Linked DNA regions of Mus musculus: region 2 is linked to region 1. A link is a contact called in public Hi-C data. All regions are on one chromosome and are shown on one strand. The core of a region is the stretch at or near the end of the contact, and the rest is flanking DNA. Distances in the headings are between cores, read along the strand shown. Region 1 has its middle 42 kb from the start of Gm40434. Region 2 has its middle 15 kb from the start of Vcpkmt.

The links. Hi-C and Micro-C count contacts between places; a contact is called where the count stands out from the background.
Region 2: a contact with region 1 is called in a Hi-C map of the N1E-115 cell line, with 1.8 times the contacts expected there. The contact joins two enhancer-like sites. A contact is called at or near these places in 14 of 39 promoter capture datasets (the C10 cell line, the HPC-7 cell line, HPC-7-derived erythroid cells and 11 more), 1 of 15 datasets of contacts at CTCF or cohesin (pro-B cells), 17 of 484 Hi-C or Micro-C datasets (B cells, CD8 T cells, the G1E-ER4 cell line and 13 more), 23 of 115 datasets of contacts at active chromatin or transcription factors (CD8 T cells, the HPC-7 cell line, Th17 cells and 14 more) and 1 of 9 other capture datasets (embryonic stem cells).

Annotation. Positions count from the first base shown.
Region 1 is chr12:69,417,435-69,423,094 of GRCm38.p6, reverse strand. No RefSeq gene overlaps it. Among named protein-coding and RNA genes, the nearest start is that of Gm40434, 42 kb to the left of the region's middle. Within about 2 kb of position 3,269, at least 66 of the 459 cell types and tissues checked have an H3K27ac peak or open chromatin away from gene starts, as enhancers often do. A contact at or near this core is called in the N1E-115 cell line, where this site is marked.
Region 2 is chr12:69,565,075-69,570,628 of GRCm38.p6, reverse strand. No RefSeq gene overlaps it. Among named protein-coding and RNA genes, the nearest start is that of Vcpkmt, 15 kb to the left of the region's middle. Within about 2 kb of position 3,303, at least 8 of the 459 cell types and tissues checked have an H3K27ac peak or open chromatin away from gene starts, as enhancers often do. A contact at or near this core is called in the N1E-115 cell line, where this site is marked.

The sequences.
Region 1 (5,660 bases), core at 2,020-4,519:
GAAGTTTCCACCACGTGAAGCAGTAAGTGTTAAACAGAGCAGGAAGTACAGCTGCACGGCTGAGCCTCCTCCAGACCGGAAGCTGCAGTCCACGGTGGTAAGAGCTACTACACGAGTACACCAGCCCTTTCCCGAATCTGATTGACAGTGGCCGAAGGATACAGAATGCGGATTTTGATTGACTCATATTTCTTTCTTTCCGTTTCTCAGCTGCCACACCTACCCCGGCTATAAAAGGCTTTCTAGTCTATTATTACATCAAGAACAGTACAGTTTCTCAGGGGGACCTCCCTACCCTAAGGAGTTTTCCACTTTCCTAAGGAAGAGCTTAACATTCTCGGTGTTCGTTGATTCATCGCGTTTGCTCAGCCATCCATCTTTATGTCAATAGGACTTGCACGGAGCTGGGTAGATTCACCACAGTAAGCCAGGTTGCACACTAGAACCAGGCTTTCAGCTGGTCAGAAGTTCCCGCATTGGGCTCCACTGCCCGACCTTAGACATAAGCTTTTATTTCTTAAGCATGACCACTGGGGTTCAAAAGAAAGCAAGTCAGAGTGTCCAAAGTAGAAATGTAATATATGAGGCATAGAAAAGAGAAGACCATATTTTTTTTTCATTCATTTGTTTGTTTGTTTGTTTATTTATGGGGTGGGTAAATCTATCAGTGTGTACGTGGACATCCTGGGACAGCCCTGAGCATTCTTTCCTTCCCCAAAGTGGGTCACAGTGATTGAGTTTAGCTTTTCAGTCTTAGTGACAAGAGTCTTTACCCACCGAGCCATAGAATCCACCAATGCCTCCTTTTTGTTTCTAGAGACTGCCAAGCTTGGGGGCTTCATCCTGACGTCCTGGCGCTCAAAAGGCCGAGGCAAGAGGGTCCCTGCCATTTCAAAGGCAAATTGGGCTGTGTAGTTCCAGGCCAGCCTGGCCAACAGTGTGAGATGCTGTCTCAACAGAAAAACAAAGGCAACCATTTCCAAGCTAGGGATGGTGGCTGAGTCCAGAGAATACAAGTTTGAGAAAATAAATAAAGCCTGGGTTTCAGGAAAGGCGGGTCAGCGGATAAAGTGCTTGCTGCACTAGCATGAGAGCCTGAGTTCAGATCTTCAGCATCCATGTAAAAGCCAAACATACATGACACATCCGTAACCACTGCTGATGGGGTGGAGACAGGCAGGTCGCTGGAGCTCACAGCTAGCTGGTTTGGCCTGAGAAGCTCCAGTGAGAGAACTGGTCTTTACGGAAACTGGAGCGGGAGTGCGCGCATGCGTACAGAGAATAAGCTCAATCTCACAAGCGCTCGGCCCTAAGTGAGATATCCCTATCACACCCCTCCCCGCAAGGCTCCAGGATCTGCGCAGAAGAGCAGATGCAAAGATTATAAGAGCCGGAGGTGCCGATGACTTCAACGCCATCAGGCAGATGCTTGTAGGAATTTACAGCAATTGTGACAGCACACGCCTGATAAAGATCACAGCATGTAGAAAGAGAGGTAGACGCGAGGTTCCAGGCCTAACAGAGGGGCTGTTGGCACTTGATTGCTACTAGAAAAAAGAAAGTTAGTTGTCCTTAGTGGAATGACAATTGGTATACAGATCACACTCCAAGGGCAGGCTCCATGACTAGGAGTAGTTGACAAACTGGGGTTTTGTTTGTTTGTTTGTTTAACTTTTTAATTTTTAAAAGAAAATGGGTGGGTAGGGAGGTTGAGAAGAACAGTGGGGGAGCTCTGGAGGGGTGGTCAAATGGTCAAAATACATTGCATGAAAGTCTCAAAGAATTAATAAAGACATCATTTATTTCAATTTAAAGATTTATTTATTTTTATTCTATGTGCATTGGGGTGTTTTGCCTGCATGCATGTCTGTGTAAGGGTGTCAGATCCCTGGATCTGGAGCTACAGATATTTGTGAGCTGCTATGTGGGTGCTAGGAATTGAACCCACAACCTCTAGAGGAGCAGCCAGTGCTCTTACCAGCTGAGCCATCTCTCCAGTCCCTATTTTCTCAATTTAAGAACAAGGTGGAGAGTGATAGAGGATGACTCCCAATGTCTGCCTCTGGCAACCACACATGCACACATAAACAAGTGCAGCTGAACACACATGTGCACGTATGCTCTTATAACACACACACACACACACACACACACACACACACACACACACACACTCGAATTCTTTCCTGTTCAGCACATGACACAGCTTCCTGCTGTGTTGAGAAGGGGCAGGGCAGCAAGACTGACTGCCCCCTCTTCTCTGCTTTCTAACTTCCCAATGGCCCCTTCCTTCCAGCTGAAGGACCTTTCCTGTCCCTGGACCACCGTGACCTCTGACAACCCCTTTTCTGCCTTCCTTGCTCTTTCCCATTGAACAGTTCTCCCCCAGATACACGGTCTGAAAAAACCTCCCCTTTACTCACCTTCTGTGACCAGGCTGGCCTCAAACTCACTCACTTCCCTGCAGCGGCAGCCTGGACTTTGGGAGGACTGGGTTCTCTCCCAAATCTCCTGCCTCTTTGACTGCTGCATCTTCTTCCTCTGTCCATCCCGAATGCCATTTAAAACCTATGCCCTCTCTGGATGTCTGCTATCCTTGTGGCTTTGCCTATTGCTTACAAGCTGATAAATCCAAAGATCTGTGTCTACCTTTGAACTCTCTTATGAGGCCATTTTCCAGACCATTTCCAAGTGTATTTTGTCTCCACCTTTGTAGCCTGGAGGCCACTGAATGAACAAGTCTACATCCACACTCGGCCATTGTTTCATTTCTTATCTACCCTCGACCCCTGGAAAATGCCTAGATTTTTAACAACCTAAATGGTATCTTCAAATAATGGAATTGTGTGAAATTTTATTACCAAGAAAGGGCCATAAGTTTTAAGTTACAGTCAATGATTCCAAAGATACAGGGTAGTACAGGGACATCTGTGACACCGTGACTAAAACAAACCAGTAAAAGCCCTGGGAAATGACCTGAGAGATTACTGAATAAAGAGGTTCCAGAGGGATAAAGATGTTAAAATGGGAGTTTAAGTGGTGTGTTAGAGAGAGCTGGTAAAGACCAGACATGCCTAAGAGTTAAGAAGTAATTAACTGGTGTGGCTTGCTTAGATTTAAGTTACTTGGGCTTATTTTTCTAATCGAAAAGATCAAAGGGCACCACTACCTAACTATAGCATTTACTGTTGGCTGAATGGCTTTGCCTGATGGAACTGCCCAACAGGGCAGGAAAGCATTCTTCCAAGAGAGGAACTGTGTGACTCACAGCCTTCCACGCGCTCTCTACAGAAGCTCTCTCTACAGCAGGGTTTTGCCTAGGGCACACACCATGGCAAGCCAGTGCCGGAGGACCAAGGGGAAGTGCTGAAAGAGAAGAGCAATGCTGGGAAGCTGTGTAGCATCAATAAGGCCATGGGTTCAATTCTCAGTCCCCACTTACCACCAAAAAAATAGAAAGGGTCCAGTTAAAAACTTTACTTCACCAGATCTGATGATATGCCTGTAATAAAGGTACTTGGGAGGCTGAGGCAGGAGGACTACAAGTTTGAGGCGTGGCTGAGCCCTGAGCTATCTAGCAAGATGGCTGTTGCTAAACAAATGAACAAACCAACCAACCGTGCAACAATATCAGACCCAAACTCAACCAAAATGTTGGAAACTTCTAGTCTTACCAGCTGACTTCTGGACGGCTCAAACATAACTTTCCACTTGCAAACGATGGATAAGGTTAGCTAGCATTTCTAGGAAATGTCAGATGAAGCAATCTGAAAAAGCCACGGGCTCGCCAGAAGCCCCACAATTTAGAAAAGCAAACAAACCATTTTTCCCTGGAATTTGGGTTCTACTGAATTAATCTTTTTACTAGAGGAGAGCCTGAGAGTAAATATGATGAGTCACTCCCCACACCACGCTTGCCTGTGCAGCACTCGGAACTCAGCCATCCTTGTCAAGCGCTTTAATGCGACTGTAATAAGAAGTAAACAGCCGAGCAAGCGAGCAAGCATCCGTATCCGAAGCCATGTGAGCCCCAGATGCTCAGCTCCATTGTGGGAACTCTCCCAGGAACATCCCCCAAATTTAATTATCCACTTACCTGAAGCCTACCGACCAACGGACCAAGATCTCTGAAGCATTCTACTGCTCCTCACTGGCTCTCTGTACAGAATAATATCCAAACCCCAACCCCACCATCTTGACGCAGAAGTGTTTGAGGGAGATGTTGAGGCAAAGAATGTGCGTGGTTTACTGCAGACAAGCCCATTCTCTAGAAACTGCCGGGAGCGCTGGGAATGTAGCCTAGTTAATAGAGTGCTTAGCTTAGCGTGCGTGGAGCCCTGGGTCAGATCCCTAGCACGGCATCAAAGCGGAACTGGTGGGACACACTGTGATCCAGTTCTAGGGAGGTGGATATAGGAGGACCAGGGGTTTCTGAGTTACGCTTGACTACGAGTTAGTTCGAAGGCAGCCCTGGCTACATGGGATTCTGTCTCAAAAATAAAAGGCTAAAATTGTCCTGAGAGTCGTCTGAACTGAAGCCTACACATGACGCGGTAAAAGAGCAGAAATCCGGTGACACACACAGATCTGTGTTAGCAAGCTAGCTCTTTAGCTAGGTTAACTCCTAACTCATCTTTCCTCACTTACTCTCCCTAGTCAGCGGGACAGAGGCGGCTCCAGCCGCTGTGCTGTGTTACTGTTCCTGTACCCAGCCACTCCACCCTGCTGACCCCGTGTTCAGTAAATTCTACCTCAGCACCAAACGCAGGCGTATAAATGCTCAGAACACCTGTCTGCTAGAAGATGAGCTTTCTAGGAACTGATATAAGCCCACGACAAGGCAATCACTTCAGGGACCCTGTTGGCTCAGGAGGCTGGTGTGAGGCTGGAGCAGAAGGCCTGTTGCCCATGGGGTGTTGGCAGATGGTGTGGGGATATTGGGCAGGTCTGTTCCCTTGTCTGGCAGAATCCCTGACTGTGAGCAGAACTCTTTCTTGGTGGGGATGAGCCAAGTCCTTGTGCCAGCTCAACCCAGGCCACGGTGACTGGGAGGAGACACCTGCGACTCAGGCCACAGCAGAGATCACTCTGAAACTGTCTAGGGGTCCAGCAAGGGCTTTTCCCAGTCACTGAGGTAGTGATGAACGTCTTGCTTAGAACTTGAAGACAGCCTGCATGTGAGATTGGGCAGGGACCTTCCTTCCCTGGCCCTGCCATCTGGGCAAACCCAACCTCGAGCCAAGTTTAGGGTAGATTTTGCTTCTGTCTCCGTTTTGCTTAAGCCACTTCCCACCACGTGGCTATTTCCTGAAAGTTCCCTTGTTCATTAACATCTAACCTCGTGCCCTCCCCAGGGACTGCCTAAGCTATAACCTCTGTCCCTCTCGAGTCTTTGTGGCACACCCTCCAATCATTCTTGGCCCTTTCTACATTTTAAGCTCAGGCTGACATCTAAAGCCTGGAGAGGGATTCCCCCTCGTTAACTCCTACCTTGAAAACTCTCAGAACATTGAAAATTGTGCACATAACTACGCTCCATCCCATAATCATATTTCGAGCTCTATCCCATAACGCTCACTCTGGCCTGTTCTTTAACCATGAAGTCTTAAATTTCTTGCTGAAAAGGGAGGGGGGCGGGGGGGGGAGTAGAGATTGATTCT
Region 2 (5,554 bases), core at 2,054-4,553, 150 kb before region 1:
CAGGATAAGTAGCTAATACAGTGGCATTGCCTGACTGGCACAGTGACAGCAGGAATGGCACTGCCTGCGTAGCATAGGGACAGCAAAAAGCATACAGTGTGTGAGCAAGGGTAGGGAAGAGGCAGGCTCCACAGCCTACCAAATGTTCTAAGTCAGACTGCAGTAACATTAACATCAGACATCCGATTGGCTGTATTTGTAAAAGACTTAAATTGCCAGCCAATGTAAAAGCAGAAGTGTTGGGATTCGATAAGGATAGGTTTGAGACTGTTAAAATGAATCTCCATGTCGCCTTATATGACTTTGCCTAAGGCAATTTATTGACTGTGCCAAAGCAAGACCCTAACCAACATTTCTACTTAGCAATTTAGAGCTATGCCTTTTAGATAAGGATCTCTCCCATCCACCTCTGGCTTATGAAATATGAGCAGAGAGTAGGGTGTATGTGTAGAAGAAAGCGTGAAGGCCATGAGACTGTTGGCCATGACTCACTAAGAGGCTGGAGGAATGTGGCACTCTGCTATTCCAGTGTCTCCAGGCTGGGAGAGGAGCCTCTCCCTAGTCAACCTGGTTTAGTTAGGAGCGGACCCACCCTATTCCCTCACACAGCCTTCCCCTCCACCCACCGCCTTGCTAAACTCCCCTTCTATCACAAGACATTTCCCTGGACTCTCCCCTTGAGTTTCCTGGGCACCTTCCTATCAGTCGGAGTTACATATGAACCACCTTTTGCCTCTCCTGATTAAAGATTTGCTTCAACACTATTTAGTGTAGTAAGCTCCTGGCAAGATAGAAGCCAGAAATTAAAGGCTGAGCCCTTCTGTTGATGCGTAGGGTGACTGTCATTCCTGAGGGAGGTCTTTGGTCTGTGTTCATTTTATTTCCATAGCCCATTTGGTGCATTGGTTTGGTCCATCCATAGAGTTCTTGGGATGCCCAAGCAGGAAAAAGAATAGACAAACGAAGCATCAATTTGACAGGTGTGTGGATTTCTAAGTTCCCACGGCTGATACAGTGGACTAAAGGCCCTAATCCCCTCTGCCCCCTTCTCAGCCAGCATATTCCATTTGAGGAAGTGAACTGAGTTAGTTCTCCAGAGGTTACGCTGGCTTCCATTGTTTACTGCAGCTAGGAATGGGGTGTGTAGGGACGATCATCGGGGTTCTCCAAGGATGCTTCAAATAATGGTGCAGGGGTAGGGACCCCCCCCCCCCCCCGCATCGCAGCCTTCTTTTCAGACCTTGGTTGACCTTGGATCAGATCTTAGCATCTAGCTCCCCTCCCAGAGTAGGTGGTCAACACTCCTCTTCATTCGTAAGCATGCTGCCCTGGGTTGGTGCTGGAATGCCATTGGGTAGCACTGCCATGCAAAGGAGCCGGCTCCTGAACAGGGTGTTGCAGGATGAGGCTGAGATTGTCAAGTCCCAGTTGTTGATTGAAGGTTTGGTATTCTCACTACTAAAGCATGGTGAAATGACTTGGGTTTTCAAATTTCACCCCTCAGAGGGGTATTGTTTGTTTTGTTTGGAAACAAGGTCTTGCCATCTACTGGTGGCTGGCCTGGAACTCACAGAGATCCGTCTGACAGCCTCCAGAATGCTAGGAATGACAGTGTGTGTAACCATGGCCAGCCCCAGGTTCTCCGCTCTCATTTCATTGCTCGTGGGTAAAGGAGGGGCCATGGGTCTACTCAGGCAGGCTAAAGATGTTGTTTTGACTTGTGAGGCATGGAATACCTACCTTGCTGAGGGGGACACGGGAAGGCTTTGGATACCAGGTGCCAAGTTCCCCCTATGGGAAGGACTCCTGGTGAGAAGCAGCCACAGGGGTGTGCGAGTGTTCTGGGGTCCCCCCTCAGCATTCCACAGAGAAAGGAAGTTTTGGATCCACCTAGAGATTGCCAAGGACAAGGGGCAGAGAATAGAAAATCACCAAGATGGTGGCAACTCTGCACATCTTCAGAGCACCAGCTGAGGGCTGATGAACCCGGGATGCACACACAGGGAAGGTCAGGACTGCAGCCCAACCATCACCCAGAGGCACCTGGCTGGTTCTGGCTGCTCTGGGTCACCAGGCTGACCAGATTATCCTCTGGTGCCATTCTCCTTCCCTGGGTATTGGCAGTCTCCAATGAAAGAGCAGCTTCTCTCTGGCATCCATCCTGTGCCACACCCTGATGAGGCAGTGACTGGCGCCTGTAACTACTGTGATATTCCTCTGACTTTATCACACTCATAAACGGTAGGGAGACAGGGGAACCTGTTACTCCAGTGGGGGTCTCTGCACAGGCAGCCACTTTAAAGATTAAAGATTCTAGCCTCACTGGAGCAACTAACTTCATTTTGCTTCTGTCCATCTGGTTTATTCCACAGCTCTGTGACATTTTCAAATCCTGCCTGAGTCTTGAACTTACTTATCTCTGAAAAAATATTTAATTATCTAGCCCAGTGGTTCTCAACCTTCCCAATGCTGTGAACCTTTAGTATAGTTCCTCGTGTTATGGTGACTCAAACCATAAAGTTATTTCACTGCTACTTTTGATACTATTATGAATGGCAATGCAAATACCTGATATGCAGAATATCTGATATGCGGCCCCCAGAGGGGTCATAATCCACAGGTTGAGAACCACTGAAATAGCCCCAGTAATCAGCTCAAAGTTTTTGTTTGCTTGTTTGTTTTGTTTTTAGTACCTATGAATGTGTACCAAGTCCTGGCACAAGACAATACAAAATAAGACAAAACAATACAAAAGGAAGATGTCCCATGGGGTGGGGTGGGGTGTGGAAGGGCCTGGAAGGAAAGTAAGATTTAGCACACAGGCACATGAGCTGGTTCTGAAATAAGATGGCAGCCTCTTCTAGAGAAGAAAGGGGACCCAGAGAGGAGGGGCTGTGGGTGACTGTGCCCAGGAGTGTGAAGGGAAAGGGGCTGAGATTTTCTCTGTTAAATAAATGAGGAAAAGAACCTGGAATTGGCATTAGTAACCCAGAAGTGGTCAAGTGGCCTGACTGGGGTTGTCGAGGAAAGAGATGTGTAACTGGGAAAACTGTCTTCGCGCTGCCTGCCTTCTCACACTTACCCCCACCCCAGACTCCCCAGAAATAAGGTCTGAGGCCTCCATGGTGCCCATGCTTGACTTATTCAGTAAAACAGCATGTTCTTAAAGGGCAGCGACTTGGAGCTCCTTCCCATGTGCAGCAAACAGACACACTTTATTCTGAGTTCGCTGCTAAGTACATTCCCCAGATAATGCTGAGGCTTGTCCTTGTTGTGGCCTTCCGTGCGCCCACCAAGCCTCACGTCGCAACCCTAATCAGCAGAGCGTCTGGATGTGACTAATGAGATGAGATAGGACCTTGCGAGCGTAATTAAGTTGAACAAGGTCATTAAAGTGGACCTTAATCCAGGATGACTAGTGTCCTTATGAAAGATTAGGACAGAGACTCCCAGAGGAGAGACCACAGGAAGCCAGGATCAAGATCCCAACAGATATAGGATCTAGGAGAGGCCCACTTCTTGATTTTCAAGTAGTGTCTTCTTCCTGTTTCCTGACATGGTAGAAAGTAGAGGAAGAAACTCTTTCATGTTTTGGTTTGTTTTTGGGTTTTTTTTTTGGTTTTTTTTTCTAGTCAGGGTTTCTCTGTGTAGCCCTGGCTGTCCTGGAACTCACTTTGTACACCAGGCTGGCCTCGAACTCAGAAATCCGCCTGCCTCTGCCTCCTGAGTGCTGGGATTAAAGGCGTGCGTCACCACCACCCAGCTCTCTTTCATGTTTTGATAATGTCACTATAGCCATTTATAAAAGAGCCCCCTGTGACCTCCTGATCATAAGGCCCCACCTCCCCACCTTGTCTCACAGGATCAGATTCAACACACACAGTTTACAGCAGGCTCCGTATTAGAACTCTTCTTAAGCTCATTGAATATACAGCATGCTATGTTCTAGACAGCACCCCAAATGTCATATCCTAAAGGACATGGGCGTAGGAGATTTGCAGCCCATAGTGCATATGAGGAGGACATGATACAGAAAGTAACTGACTCCCTTGGGGTCCAGCCCATCATTAGGGTGTGCCCATGTTCTGGTCCACCAGTAAATCTGGCTCTGCCATATCGCAGTCGCACATCCAGGCAAATGGCTGCACTTCTTCATCCCCCATTCTCTTTGTGAACTGAGAAGCCACTACAGTTCACCTTGTGGGGCTGCTGAGCAGATGAAATGGGATGTGTACACCTGGTGCAGAGCTTGGCGTGAAGCCCTAACTGTTAGCTAGGAGTGTTCACTTAGGAAACATACTAAGAAAACACACTGCCAGAAATCATACAACGTGTTTATAAAGCTCTTTCAGCTTCTCAGACAAGGAACTTCAGACAGAGTGGCTCAGGCAGCATCCCGAAGCCTGCAAGTGGGGAGGAGACTCAGCCATTTGACCAGTCATTGTCCTTGTCGTATGCAGACCTCCTATTCCAATGTTCTGTTCTATCTCACTCTCTCTCGCGTGCTCTCTTTCTATGTGTGTGTGTGTATGTGTGTGTGTGTATATTTATATATATATACATATATATACATACATATACACACATTTATCATGGAGTAGAAAAATAGAACAGGCCCCTGCGGAGAGCTGATGGCTTGCAGTGTTCGGAATTATCTGCTGCTATAATGAACACACCACCAGAGCTGGGCCTAGTGACATTCCCAGCATTGGGAGGAGGAGGCAGGAAGATCAAGAGTTCAAGGTCATCCTCTGGTACATTTTGAATTAGAGGCTAGCCTGGGCTATAGAAGAGCATATCTTAAAATAACAATAAACAAACAAAACACCCAAAGGAATGTTTAACCCAGTATCGACACACTTTGGACCAACAACATGTTTTTAATCTAGATGTTTCCTTTTAAGAGGTTGCAGCAAAATGCTATGCAAGGACTGGTTCTGCCTCAGAGCTCTGACTACCCTGGCCCTAACCTTGACCTCTGACTGCCCTGACAAGATGAGAAAGCAACCGTAGGGTAAGTCGAGTCTTTGAACCCGATGCTTTCATCCTTTCTTCTTCAGAAGCAAAGATACTGGGAGGGGAATAATTTATTTTGCTTCATTTTAATCTCTTCACTCCTGGTGTCTGGCTGGCTGGCTGGCAAGGCTAAAATGGGTGAACATGGTTGTTCTTCTTTTGTCCTTTCTTTTGATATGGTTGTAATATCATAATTATATATTAATTACAAGCTTCCATGCAACTTAATGAAATATGGGGGAAAAGGTTTATACTCTTCTCTTTAATTATGACACTTGATTAAGGTCAGCTTGAGCACTGCTCCCTACCACCAACTCACACAACCGAGGTAGAACTGCTTGTTTCAGGGGGTAAGGGTTCTTGCTATACCAATGTGAAGGATATTAATGTGAATATGCAGAAACCATTCAAAATGAGGGCAATAGAACATCTGTACCCCAGTGCTCCTGCAGCAAGATGAGACAGGGCCAGTTGGTCTGGCATACACAATGGCAAACAGCAAACGAAATTGTGTGTGTGTGTGTGTGTGCGCGCCCAC